2 separate regions of the Mus musculus genome follow, and region 1 is linked to region 2. A link is a contact called in public HiChIP or PLAC-seq data. All regions are on one chromosome and are shown on one strand. The core of a region is the stretch at or near the end of the contact, and the rest is flanking DNA. Distances in the headings are between cores, read along the strand shown.

Region 1 (7,337 bases), core at 823-3,322, 240 kb after region 2:
CCCTGTCTTGAAAAATAAAAACAATAAAAACAAACAAACAAACAAACAAACAAGGCTGGAGAGATGGCTCAGAGTTTAAGAGCACCAACTGCTCTTGCAGAGATCCTGAGTTCAATTCCCAGCAACCACATGGTGGCTCACAACCATCTGTAATGAGATCTGACACCCTCTTCTGGGTCTGAAGAAAGCAACAGTGTACTTACATATATAATAAATAAATCTTAAAAAAAAGAAAAAAAAATAAACAAAGAAAAAAAGTACAAACTGAATGCTAAGATGTACAATGGGTGATATTTTGTAATTTATCTTAGATAACAAATGTTTGCCTTAGGAAATGATTATTTGTCATCAAAGATCAATTTTAATGTGTAATTAATCCAATTAGAGCATTCTCCAAGAATACTTGCCAAGGTCCAGCCTCAGCTTGAAAAGGAGTTCTGAGAAAATGGTGTCTGGGAGTGGTGAACCAAACCACTCATTATATAAGGAACATCTATTATTAGCATCCACTTCTTCTCATTGGATGTGTGAGATTATATTTGATAGCTTAATTATATTGGCAGTATTGCCTATGGGCAACCAGGAAAACAAACAAACAGACAAATAAACAAAAAACCTCTAATTGGTTTGGAAGCAGTTGTGACTCAAAGTTCCTAATCACATCTTCTGGACCCGTTAGCTCTTTATTGTCCTCAGAGGAGGACTTTGCTTCCACACAGACACTGTAGTGGCTTTCCAAAAGTATACGTAGTTTTAACAGATTTCCCGAAGCATAATTTACACATCGTTAAATTCACACATCTTAAGTATAAATTCAATCACATTTTATCATATTTACTTAGAACCTTATCCCACCACACTCGCAGGCAAGGCGAGCTGCTAGACTGCTTTTTGTCTCTTTTTTGAGATTTTCATAAACAAAATCCTGGGTGCTGTTTTCATTTGAGTTCTTTCACTCTGATTATTTCAGTTTATGCTTGTATCTTCTATCAGTATTTGATTCCTTTTCTTGATTCATGGCATTCCTTTCTTTCTTCTCGCTCACTCTGCACCCCTTACGTTGTCCTCTCTTTAATTCCAGAATAGTACATTTAACTGTACTAGTCTATTTTTGCTATTGTACATATGCTCCAGAATGGGTAATTTCTAAGAGGCATGATTTTATTTCTCAGATCTGAATGCTTGAGTGTTCAAGGCCAAGAGCCACAGATTCAATGTCTGATGAGTGTTCTCTGCATTTCTAAAGTCCTATTCACAAATGTTGTGCTCATGACTTGACTTCTATAAAAAGTCTCAGTGCTTAATGCTATTGCATTAGATATTCAATTTCCAACCTCAATATGTGAGAGGACACATTTAAGTCCATAATTTTTTCTGAATTAAAAACAGTTAAGATAATGAGCAAACACATTTTATTACAGCAGTAGTTCTAAATCATAATTTATTCTATCCACGAGTAAGTTCAAAACCTGGTAATTGAAACATGATATCCTTTGACTTGAGGATAGTTTCCTCCACATCAAAAGTTCTAGAAACTGCAGAAGAGTTTGTTCTTAAGAATTTGGAAAGCCTCATCTGAAAGGCTTTTCTGGCAACAGTTCATACAGGAATCTTCACAGTTTAGAGTCTGGGAGTGCTAGCTCTCCCAGGTGTTGCATGCTTGTTGTTGTTCAATTGAGTTTTCTGATGAAGCCTCACCCTTAATCCTTTCTAGACATTATCCTCTTGGGGCCTTACTGTATTAAGGAACTTTTCCCTGAGTAGAAATATAAAAGACCTTTTTTATTTAGATGAAGAAACTCTTACAGAAATATATGCTCGAACAGCTGCTCACTTTTTCCAAAGAGATCACTGTCAAAGGTTATTTATTACCTGTTTCTTCTAGAGGAATCTTGTCAAACACATTCTTATGTAGTCTTGCACTTGGACTCAATAAAGAGAATCAAGAGCTCTGTCACACTGAAGGAATCAAAGAGCTAAGGTTATTGTGGACATAACCCAGAAATTCTGTACATGCCTTGGGCTACTCACTTAAAACAACTATAAAATCCCAGGCCATGTTATTGTTGGCTTTGAGTAGTCATGATGTTTTCAACAATCTCTGGAGTGATTTCAGGATCTGTCTTCTATTGTGTGGATGAATAACATCTGGGTTCCTTTTTCCTAACTACTCTCCCATCCTGGGACTTTTTCTAATGAGAACCATTTTTATTTTCACAATCTGACTAGGGTGAGAATCTTCTAAGTTAGGTCACACTGCTTCCTTTTGTCTATAAAATCGATCTTTAAACCATTTCTATCTTCTCTGACTTTAGCACACTGTCAGGAGATGCCATGAAACATCCAAAATATTTAGAGAATCTCCCTAAGTTTCTAATTTATCATTCTTAAATTCTGGCTTCTATAAAGTCATGGACTTAATGCTTTATAGTTATGATGTTGTCTTACAAATATTGCCTTCCCTCTGCTTTCTAAAAAAAAATCCATTTCTTCCTCCAACTTACTGATTTCTTCTCTAATCTTGTGCTACAATAATATTTTCATGAACCCTGAAAGAATTGCCATCATCACAATTCAATGCAATAGTTCTTTTCTCCATGTTCCCAGCTTTCTAGCCTCTACACATTTTCAATTCCTAAACCTGGCTCAACAAGTATACATGTTTATTAAGCCCAAACCCAGTTCTTAGTTTTGATGTCTGTGTTGGCTCATTTCTGTTCATATACATGAAAATGAATAATTTATATGTTACATGAATTTCCTTTCTAACAGATTCAAATGATAAGATGCCACATATTAAGGTCTGGCCCTATCGGTCTGGTGGGGGCCTTCTCTCTAATTCAAAGACAATGTCTTCTTGCTCTGTTATCATACTACAGAATGTAGAATGACTGAACATATTGGTGTGCTTATTATCTTCCTGTCATAAGAGTGGGTATCCTCATGTGTGAGACTACCACCCTCATGATTTTTTCATCCCATAAAGTTCCCATATTTTAATACTTTTATATGAATAAGGATCATCCTTGTGCAAATCATTGAGGTTGCATACTGGTTTTACTGTTCCATATTTATTGTAACCCTTCCATATGCACCACATATTTATCAATCATGGATTTCTACTTTTTAATTTTACAATCAAGTAATGGTGCTGTGTCTATTTCTATTTTAGTAATTCTAATTCATGGACACCTTGTGTCATTAAGAAAATATATATTGAATTCTTTTATGTACCAGGTGCTATCTGTAAATGTCTTATAATGTAGGCTTTTGTTTGAGGCATACATTATATTTGTGTATTAGATTGCAGCATGGCAAAAATGACTGTAATTTATGACTAACAGAACAGAAATTTGTTGTATTACAGTTCTAAAGTCTGGGACATCCAACATAAAGGTGCTTGAAGTTGCCTGAGTTCTTTTTATTCCATTGAAAAATGCTAGGAACAAAGTAAAATACTCTGAGGAATAAAGAAACATTATGTACAAAATATGTTTTCTACAGCAAAGATCTTCCCGCAACAATGGCAATAATCCATTTAATGATGGGGTGGGGTGTCCTCAATAATTCTTTAAGCTTCACCCCTGCTAAGCACTGTTACAATAGATAATGAATATTAACTAGTGTTTTGGCAGCAACAGTGTTCAACCTGTATTTGAATTTTGTTAACACATAATTTTCTATATTATTAATATATGTATACATGTATATACATTAATATACATTTCTTTTTTCTAAATTAAACAATAACTTTTTAAGACTTTTTTCTATTTTGACAGGTATTAATTAGACTTAGAAATGTATAGGTTTGTTTTGCCTTCACATGCACTAAGTATCTTTAAGAGTTATCTATTATAGCTAACATTTTTTTGGCTATTAAAATAAAACCACATCTAAATTTATGTGGTTAAAATCAATATTGTTCTGGGTAAAATTATATATAAATAGACCAATTATAAAATATTTTTGTAGAATATCTTTTGGTTTTGAAAGAGCAATATGAAAGATAATGTCTCCATTATTCTTAATTTTAATGAATATCTCCTTTTTTGTTTTTTGGTTTTTTAAGCATTTGTGGGATTCAGCATCTAGAACGAATTGGCAAGAAGCTCAATCTCTTTGACTCCCTTTATTTCTGCATTGTGACATTTTCTACTGTGGGCTTTGGGGATGTCACTCCTGAAACATGGTCCTCCAAGCTCTTTGTCGTTGCTATGATCTGCGTTGCCCTTGTAGTACTCCCTATACAGGTAAACAGAACCCTGATAACTTTTGTAGAGATGTACAAAGCCATGTAAAATTGAAACTGCTATATTAATAAAAAAGTACCTGATTATTTGTTTAACACTTATATTATAAGATATGCTATTAATAGTTTAAGGAAGTGCTAACACTATTACAGAAATATTTTCATAATTTTTTAGACACCTTTTCCCTCATTGACACAAGTGATAGCTCATATTTTGATATGATTATTCAGCATCATTTAAAAAATGTAGCTTATGTGATATTGCTAACCATTAAATAATTTAAATTATTGGATGTTAGATTAAGGATTATGTTTGGAGAATAAATAAGAAACGAAAACCTATGGCATAAATTGCAGTGAGTTTAAAATTAATTTCTTATGTTTATCAACTAAAGCATACAGTGGACATGGCACATGCTCATTATCAAGGATTTGGAGAGATGCACAGATCAGAGATATAAACCATAACTAGTCTACAGTTCTTTTTTACAATGAGTCCTGGTTTCCCATGAATGAACAAATCAAAAATAATGTATGATAAAGGCAAATTAAACCTGCATGCTAATTATATAACCTTAGCCAATTCACACTGTCATACCTAGCTCCCAGACACTCCTCTACAATATCACCCAGTTCACTCTAGTACTCATCCTATATTGCTAGCATGGGGCATTGTAAATGTTAATGCAGCTGTCTCCTCTTGCATTATATGGGCACAATGGGCTGAAGACTCACTGTCCTTGAATCTTACCAGGCAAAGTTTGCTTGTTTTATATTCCTAGTTGGGCTCCATCAAGCCCTTCCTGCAGGTTATTAAATGGCCAGGTTGAAAATTCAGCCTCGTTGGGCATGGTAATACACGCCTAAATCCCAGCACTTGGGAGGCAGAGGCAGACGAATTTCTGACTTCAAGGCCAGCCTGGTCTACAGAGTGAGTTCCAGGACAGCCAGGACTACACAGAGAAACCCTGTCTCAAAACAAACAAACAAACAAACAAACAACAAACAAACAAACCAAAAACAAAACAAAAACAAACAAAAAGAATGGAAAGAAAATTCAGCCTCTTGGCCACTTAATTCCACAGCTACCTTTGCCATAAGACTGCAAACTTCTTAAAGTGAGCAAATGGCAGAACTGTTAAACTATATTTAATGAATGGCATATTACATCATACTTTCCTGGATACAAAGCAGATGGACTAGCCCCTTCATGTTCTGAGATGGTATAATAGTAAAATCATTCTAATGTGTTTCTTTGGAGACCTGAAGCCCCTGGGCCTCATTGAAATCCCTGTGGACATCATGTGGTAAGCCTGTTGAGTACTAGTGATAATTTGATACTCAACAATTTTAAGGGTAAGAAATGCCGTGTACCTAATAACAGTTGGGGCACTGTGTTGGGCTTTCACTTTCATATTTGATGCTTTTCATTCATGGGTGGAAAATTCATTACAGTTTGAACAGTTGGCCTATTTGTGGATGGAGAGACAAAAGTCAGGAGGAAACTACAGTCGACACAGAGCTCAGACAGAGAAGCATGTTGTCCTGTGTGTCAGCTCCTTGAAGATTGACTTACTTATGGATTTTCTAAATGAGTTCTATGCGCATCCAAGACTACAGGTACATTTGAATTATCTCATGCACAATACGGAGTCATTCTCAATCTCACATTAACCAGCACTGCAGGCTGCCTACTGGCAAACTTTTATTTATGCACCCATATTTAAAAAGGGTTAATGAAAGACTACAAATATAACTGGACACATAATAAAAATGCTGAAGAAATAAATAGCCTTGAGGTTCCCTTCTGTACCTATGCCAAAAGACAGATATGACTTGTTATTGTTAGAAAGGAGGATATTTATTTGACTTAAAGGTTTTTTTTTTCCTCTCGGGTAAGAGCATAAATGATAATTTCATGAAGCAGTGAGTTTTAATCTAAAATACAATAAAACAATGAAACCATCTGGAAAATTGTAGATATAAGTTTTGTTGATAGGAATGCAAGGGTAGGAAAATTGTTTTTGTAAGGCTTTAATTTTTATGTGTGTGTTTACCTGTGTGTCTCTGTGCTATGTGTGGTTTTGGGGTGTGTGTGTGTGTGTGTGTGTGTGTGTGTGTGTGTGTGTGTGTTTGTGTGTGAATCTGTGGGTATGGGTGCCTGCAGAAGTCAGAAGACTCTGTCAGAACCCAGAGGGTTGATTCGAAGGCTGTTCTGAGCTGTTCAGTGTGGGTTCTGGGAACCAAATTCAAGTCCTGAGTTAGACCATTCAGTGCTTTTAATTGCCAAGCCATCCAGCACCCTGGACATTTCCTTCTTGCATATTTATGATTTGGAATGTGACCAACCACTACTTATATCCTTTTAAATGATAAAACATTAGTAAATAATAAAAAGAAACATAAATATTAATTCAAAACTGGCATGTGTGTGTTTGTACATAAAACCTTTACATAATTCAACTTTTTATGTTGTTAAGACAAAGGAGATTTAGGTAAATTTTTAATGTAGTTAGTATAGTTCAAAGAAGAAAGGATTTGTTTTGTATTTCCTAGATGAATTTGTGTGATTAAAACTCAAGACAGTGATAAATGGAAATATATTCCATAAGTAATATCAGAAATGCATATTATCTTTATTTAACACTATTTAATCTTGTTTTATGCTCTTCATTTTTCTATACATTTTAATATTCTTTATAAATATTGTATATTATATTTAAAATGGAGTAGAAAAATGATCTCACAATGACTAACTCTGTTTAATATCAATATCTAAAGTTAGATGTTTTATTGTAGAAATATATTTTAGAGCAACCAAATAGGAAATAGTTACTAGAGAAGTATAAATTCTTGTAGATTAGTATTAAGTCATTTTTATCATTTTGGATGCATTTGCCAGGTCTCAAATTGTGATACACTTTGAAATATTTTGATGTAAAGCCATTTTTTTTATCACCAATCATTTTATTGAACACAAACTCCAAACTATACAAATATTCATCAGAAGTTGCTAAAAGGTACTGTTCATAACATACTATTAATTAAATGACTCTGATAAATTTCATTAAGAAAGTAACACTTTAAA
Region 2 (7,517 bases), core at 2,176-4,675:
ATTCTCCATTCTATGATTAAAGTCTCTAAGCCTGAAAGGACATTTTTGTACTTTAAACCTGCAGAATTAGAAAACACTTATCTCTCCAGAAAGCACACAGCAGTTATTTGGTTTTGTTTCAGCACAGGTTTAATTGGTTCATTTTAGCAATTCTAGGCTGTGGCCTAATTTCATACAATATCCAATTGTGAGAGTAAAATGCATGCTTGGAAAGCTTGGGTATAATCCATTCCCCAGAACTGAAATTACACAGCTCAGCCGAGGAACTTTTACATTACAGGTTGTCCTGTAAATCTGACCCAATTCTAAGCAGCCTGTGGTTTTGCAAGAAGCAGCATTTACTGTTCTTGGCAACTGGGAGTGGGAATGCAGGCAAGCACTGCACTAAAGGAAGCCCTTGGCATGTGGAAAGGGGAAGGAGGGGAGAGAGAGGGGGGTGGGGGGAGAAAGGAAAGAAAGGAAAAAAGAGACAGAGAAAGAAAGGAAGAAAGGAAGGAAGGAAGGAAGGAAGAAAGGAAGAAAGGAAGGAAGAAATAAAGAAAGAAGAAAGAGGGGGAGGAAGGAAGGAAGGAAGGAAGGAAGGAAGGAAGGAAGGAAGAAAGGAAGGAAGGAAGGAAGAAAGAAGAAAGAGGGGGAGGAAGGAAGGAAGGAAGGAAGGAAGGCAGGCAGGCAGGCAGGCAGGCAGGCAGGCAGGCAGGCAGGCAGGCAGGCAGGCAGGCAGGCAGGCAGGCAGGCAGGCAGGCAGGCAGGCAGGCAGGCAGGCAGGCAGGCAGGCAGGAAGGCAGGCAGGCAGGCAGGCAGGCAGGCAGGAAGGAAGGAAGTAAGGAAGGAAGAAAGGAAACTGGATTCACCGTTCTTCCTTTGGTTACTATTTTTTAATTATGAATTCTGCTTTTTACATTTTTTGTTAAGGTTATTACTATTTGTTATTTGCGTGGGTGGAACACACAGTTGGCCAGCCTGCATGAGGAAACTGGAGCTCCGTCTGCAGGAGGCTTTATTCCTCCTTTGGCCAGGTGGGGCCCATGGATTGAGCAAGATCATTACTGTGTTTACGCTACGCCCAATTAACATTGGTTTTAAAAGAATGGTGATCTTTATCAGAGCGAAAAGACTCCTGGAATCTTTTCTTCCCTGTTTAGGAAAGCCTAATAGCATTTCACAAACTTTTTTTTTTTAAATCAGCTTAATAGCATTGTGGGAAACAAAGCAAATATTGAAGTGTATACACACATACATAATTAAACATAACTGTTTTAATTGATCCAAGCTCTTCTGTCTGGTGAAATTTCTGTTAAGTTGATAGACTGATTAAATTATTTACACTTGAGATAGACACAGGCTACAAGCCAAGCAAAGACTAAAGTGAGACTACTGTGCCCACAGAGAATCCATGAAACTTCATACCCCTGCCTCTGTATTATGTGTACTTTATCCATATCGTGAGGTTACCCTACATACTGTTTTAAACACTAAACTCCCAATTCATCTCTAACTGGACAGCTGGAGAAGCAGTAATGTATACCTTGTAACTGCCCAACTCATCAGCGGGAACTGGCACCACATGTGACTACATACAAAAATTCAGATCCAGTAATAAACAAAAAAATTATCTTATATCCATGGCATAAATGAGGGTTTTTAAATCATTAACATTAAAGTATCATGTAAACATCATGACACTTCCCTTTTGATATTGAAATTCTGCTTTGTAATTATGTAAGCATATTAATTCAATTTGCATCAATTAAGATTTAAAAATTAGATAAAAATAAAATACTTCTTTCTTTAATCATATGTATCTAAAGAAATCTCTTAGTAAGCATTATTATTCAAGTAGAGCATCAAAATAAAAGATGAAACATTGACTTTGACAAAATAAAAAGTTGAGTTATGTTTGGTAATATCACCATTGATTTAGAATTACTGGTCAATATTTCATTTTAGCAATACTTATATTTTCATACACAAGGAAATGACTGCCTTAATCTTAAATATAAGATTCAAAAGCTAAAATATAAGGAATAATATTAGAAAATATGATTTAAAAAGTTTACTCTTTCAAAAAGTATTAAATACCCTTAAATATTTTTTTAGAATTTTACAAAAAGATATAACTAAGAATCTGTATCTATTCTTCTTCCCAGATTTGGTAAATATTCAGTCAGAGGTTGTTAGAATTCTTTAGTGAAGAGGCTACAGCAAAGCCTCAAGTTACAAAGCATTAGCTAAGAGAAACATTTAAGGAAATTATTAAAGTTATGTCATTCACTTGAAATAAAAAGTCAGGGATGGCAGTCACTCCCACCTGTAACCTCAGCCCATGGGAGGCTGTCAGGAGGACTACAGTGAGTCCAAGGGTGTAGTGACACCCTATCTTAAACAATCAAAACACAAAGAAGAGTTAATTAATTGTTTTTTCACATAACTAGTTGCCTATCATAAATTAGCAGAGTAAACTCTTTCGATGGATAAACTAAGCAATTTTTGGTAGAATTTAAGTGAATAATAAAGTCGGAATTTCTGTTACTGCCATGAAAGAAGAACTCCAACACTCATATTACCTACCTCAAAATGGCTTTCAGAAGCAAATATGCCTCACATGTACTCTCAGAAAACAAAACCAGGAACAAATCAGATCCTTCCAATACTGTGTACAGATTATCTGTCAAATTTTATAATCATTTTATCTCATGCTTGCAGTTCTTATGAACAAAACTTTTAAAGCCATGGCAGTATCAGTAAAATGATGTATTTATGAAGGGTTAGAAATATGCCTGAAATAAATCCACTCATTAAAATAAAAGTGAATGCTTTCATTAAGTTTGGATGTTTACATATTTCTTACTAGTTTTACATAAAATATTTCAGGGACACTCATGAACAAAACAGGAGCCTGTATCATGATAACTAAAAGTTGAATGACTATGCCCAATTATAGATTGCAAATGGTTGTTTAAAGCACTGTCTCGAGTTTTACATTTCGCCAAATTATCAACTACAATAGTCAAATGAACAGTTTACAGTTTTTAAACTTACCACCCAAATCCACTAAGTAACAGACTAGTAATTACATATATTTTCCAGACATAATTTGAATGATTGCTGTGAGAAACATTTTCTGCAAATGTTTTATAATTTGGCTCAGCAAGAAGGAGAAAAGAATGTTTCCAGCTTACCTTCTGCTGCACAAACAGTCCATAATATAAGCCAAATAATTCTTGCTGACAGTCTCATAATTTGGATCTTTCTGGGACCAACTGACTCCAAGAGAAATCTGTGCTGTACCATCCAGTTCCTCTCTGCTATGAACTGTGGTCACAGCAGGGAAAGACTTGCTTCAAAGGGAAGTTGAAAGTCAGTTTAGGAAATCAGGATTGCTCCGCCCATGAGCAACTTCTGCAAAGTAAACTAAAATAGTAGACCACAAGTCCAGCAGCATGGGCGTTTTATCTCTTGTTGTTACTATGCCCTGTCAGTGACCTGCTGGATTGTTCTTGTAAATCACAGCTTGTTTTGCTTGGAAACAAGTTCACATTTCTGGAAATGTGAGCAAGGGCTGGATTTCATAATCCTTTAAATTGTGTTCTACTGTGGACAAACCACAGAACAGAAAGCATGAAGGCACATTTAAAAATCATTGAGAGAACTTCAGTTAGGCAGTGTTTTCAGGACCAACACCCATGCATACATAATACAGAAATGTTGAAAAGATTGTCATGCTAATGGATGTTGATTATGGGATTGGTTTTCTAAAATTAATGAATTGAATCTCCCAAGAAATTCTTTTTATATGTGTGAAGCAACTGGTCTGTGAGGACCTTGGTCTAGCAAACTTTATATGCCCCAGTACAGGGGAAAGCCAGGGCCAAGAAGTGGGAGTGAGTGGGTAGGGAAGCAGGGCTGGGGTGGGGAGGGAGGGTATAGGGGACTTTTGGGATAGCATTTGAAATGTAAATAAAGAAAATATCCAATAGAAAAAGGAAAAAAATAAGTAAAAAAAACCCATCAACTTGAAATGCTAATTTTCTAACTTGTCATTGAGGTATTTTATAGTAAGAAATATAGAGGTGGAAAAAAAGTGTCAGCAGCATGCTGAATTGATGCAGAACTGAGGCAGATATTCAACTCCCAACCTAATAACCTTGGTACCCTCTGTGCCCTCCAGGTTTCCTTCCACCCACTGTCAGTGTTTCTAAGAACATGGACTGTATTTACCTGTACTTTATGTAATTTACTCCTGTATTTACGTAGAACTGTGTTTGTTGGACATGGCTCCTAACTGTTCATTTGTCATTCTATGTAATATTCAATTATTTGAATATAGCACAATTTTTAGTTGTTCCTGTACATGGTAAGGACAGATTTCAGCTTGAAAATAGTACAAATTGGGCTACGAATGTTAGATAGTGTGGGGTTTGGTAAGCTGTTGTAGCTCAAGCATATAGATGAGTTAACTGAGCATAGAGCACTTAAACACTTTCTTAAAGCCATAAACTGTCAGGAGTGCGATACTCAAGCTGATGGTCTAATATCCAAAGTCTATACAGAACGGCGTTTTCGGATGGCTTGTTTTCTATTTCATTAAATGTGTAGGAATTCAACTGCCAGTAACTCATTGTAGTAGTTGCGTGTCTTGTGGATGTGACAAGATGCCAGAGAAAGCTGCTAAGGGAAGGATAGGTGTATTTCTTTCTTTTTTTTTTTTTTTTGGAAAGGTGTATTTCTGCTCACAGTTCCCAAACAGAGAGCCTGCCAATCAGGGAAGAACAGCCTAGGAGCATCCGGTCACGTGGTGACAGCAGTCCTGTTACAGAGAGCAGTGATGAATGTTGCTGAGCTCATTTTGGTTTTCTTCAGTCATGGACCCCTCCCCATGAAAGACACTGATATCAGAACAATTTACAAACCCTCAAATTCAGAGTGTTTAATATTAATCATGTCACAAGAGCTTAGTGTCCTGACATGCTGTTCATTTTGTCAAAGAAATTTGACAGAAGTTTTCAAAAGTTTGCCAATAATAAAAACTTACAGACATTATAAATCATGGTGAACTTGTGATGACATTTTTGTTATTTTGCTAACAATACACAAATTCTAAGCCACTCTGATAGAATTTTTTTCCTTTTTTATCTTCAGTGAAGCCATTATAAAATAGAGGCTTATAATAAAATAATCAAAAATGTAGATAGCCAAGAATGTGAAAGTTAAAAGTAGCACATGTCTTATTATATAATTAATATGCATATTGTGTTACTTTTTAACTCTTTCTTATTCATCATTGTTTGTGGTTCAAAATCTATTTTATTATTATCCAAGTTCCTTTGAAAAGATAATTATACAACTTATCTCATGAAAAATATGCTGAGGGTAATCCCTGTTGGCTGTGGCCTGAGAAATTACATATTTACTTAGACACTTAAAAAGGGACTACATACCCTTTATTGGGCCAAACTGGTGTCTAGAGACAGATGAAAAGTCCAGAGGCACTCAGCTCTGAAATTCACACAGTGGTAGGCAAGAGACTGCAATGCTGACGGCACTTAGTAACATGACTGTTTGTATGCACAATTGCTCTTTTTTATTTTTACTTACCAATTTTAAACTTATACTTTAAGGTAATTCATCTTTATTTTATTTTATTTTATTTTTATTTTGGGGGGGCGTGGTTTCGAGACAGGGTTTCTCTGTATAGCCCTGGCTGTCCTGGAACTCACTTTGTAGACCAGGCTGGCCTCGAACTCAGAAATCCACCTGCCTCTGCCTCCTGAGTGCTGGGATTAAAGGCGTGTGCCACCATGCCCAGCAAGATAATTCATCTTTAATTTTACCTACTTAAAACATTTTATCTTAGCACGGCAAAGGTGGCATGCCTTTGATCCCAGCACTCAGGAGGCAGAGGCAGGTGGATTTAGGCAAAATGTGAGTCCCAGGACAGCCAGGGCTATACAGAGAATTTTTGTCTCGAAAAACAAAAGAAAACTAAAACAATAACAACAACAAAAACAACATGTTATCTTAATTTTTAAATTTAATTAATTAAATAATTAATTTCACACATGAATATGCTACATTCAAATAATATCTACACCTCTCTTTCCCACCATCAACTCCTTCCATGTTCTTCATGCCCTCTCTAATTCTTGTCTTCTTTCTCTATAATTACTGTCCTATACATACACATATGTGTATATATGTGCACACCCACAATCTCCTGAGTCTAATTAATGTTGCTACACATATATGTGTGACCACTCTGGATTAGAAAAGCTATAAGAAGGTTGGTGCCTGAAGACAACTGATTATCCGAGCCATCAAGTGCCTTAACACTTCATCTAGGCATAGGGCCTTGTGAATTTTTTTTAAGTTTTCCTTTTCATGATCTCGTGTCAACTTGGGAAGTTCTTGTGCAGGCAACCATATTGTTAAATGTATAGGAACACCAACTCAATGTTGTCTAAAAGATACCATCTCAAAATAGTGATTCTGATCCTCTGGCTTTTAAAAATATTTCTTTTCTCTTTTTTATTAATTAATTAATTAATTAATTTTTTACACTCTATATTTTACTCCCCCTCCCGTCCACCCTCAGACTGTTCCACACTGCATTCCTCCTTCCCACATCTCTGTCTTCACATAGATATCCCAACTCCCCAACCCCTGACCTTTAAACTCACTGAAGCCTCCAGTCTCTTAGGTTAGGTGCATCATCTCTGAATGAACACAGACCAGGAAGTCCTCTACTGTATGTGTGTCGGGGGCCTCATATCAGCTGGTGTATGCTGCCTGTTTGGTGGTCCAGTCTTTGAGAGATCTCAGGGGTCCAGATTAATTGAGAATGCTGGTCCTTCTACCTGGTCACCATTCTCCACAGCTTCTTTCAGCTTTCCCCAATTCAACAACAGGGATCAGCTGCTTCTGTCCATTGGTTGGGTATAAATATCTGCATCTGACTCTTTCAGCTGCTTGTTGGGTCTTCTGGAGGGTAGTCATGATAGATCCCTTTTTGTGAGTGCTCCTTAGCCTCAGTAATAGTGTCAGGTCTTGGGACTTCCCCTTGAGCTGGTTACCACTTTAGGCCTGTCGCTGGACCTTCTTTTCCTCAGGCTCCTCTCCATTTCCATACCTGTAATTCTTTGAGACAGGAACAATTACGGGTCAAATTTGTGACTGTGTGATGTCAACCCCATCCCTCACTTGATGTCCTGCTTTCCTGCTGGAGGTAGGCTCTATAAGTTCCCTCTCCCTACTGTTGGGGCATTTCATCTAAGTTTCCTCCCTTTGAGTCCTGAAAGTCTTGGGCACAGAAGTTGTATTGTATATGTATTAATCACACTGAGAATTCCACAATCACTTTTCTTTGCATATTTACCAGTTATGTATCTCTATGATAGCCTCTATCTGCTGTAAAAAGAGAAAGCTTTTTTGATGAAGGATGAGAACTGAACTTGTCTCTGGGTATTTAAGGACAAATATTTAGAATATAGTTGGAAGCTGTATTAATTTAGCAAAATAGG

Evidence for each region. HiChIP or PLAC-seq counts read pairs in DNA pulled down with a chosen protein or histone mark.
Region 1: an H3K27ac HiChIP or PLAC-seq map of heart atrium shows a contact between it and region 2, with 15 read pairs. The contact joins the enhancer-like site here to the promoter of Cfh in region 2. A contact is called at or near these places in 11 of 39 promoter capture datasets (the C10 cell line, the HPC-7 cell line, HPC-7-derived erythroid cells and 5 more), 16 of 484 Hi-C or Micro-C datasets (embryonic stem cells, granulosa cells, liver and 1 more), 14 of 115 datasets of contacts at active chromatin or transcription factors (embryonic stem cells, fibro-adipogenic progenitors, heart atrium and 3 more) and 2 of 9 other capture datasets (adipose tissue and embryonic stem cells).

The regions. Positions count from the first base shown.
Region 1 is chr1:140,421,124-140,428,460 of GRCm38.p6, forward strand. It overlaps Kcnt2 (potassium channel, subfamily T, member 2), which reads left to right. Exons shown (of 28, transcript NM_001081027.3): 9 at 4,070-4,250; 10 at 5,705-5,869. Among named protein-coding and RNA genes, the nearest start is that of Kcnt2, 180 kb to the left of the region's middle. Within about 2 kb of position 2,073, at least 6 of the 459 cell types and tissues checked have an H3K27ac peak or open chromatin away from gene starts, as enhancers often do. A contact at or near this core is called in heart atrium and uterus, where this site is marked.
Region 2 is chr1:140,179,986-140,187,502 of GRCm38.p6, forward strand. It overlaps Cfh (complement component factor h), which reads right to left and starts at 3,426. Exons shown (of 22, transcript NM_009888.3): 1 at 3,180-3,426. The coding sequence starts at 3,291.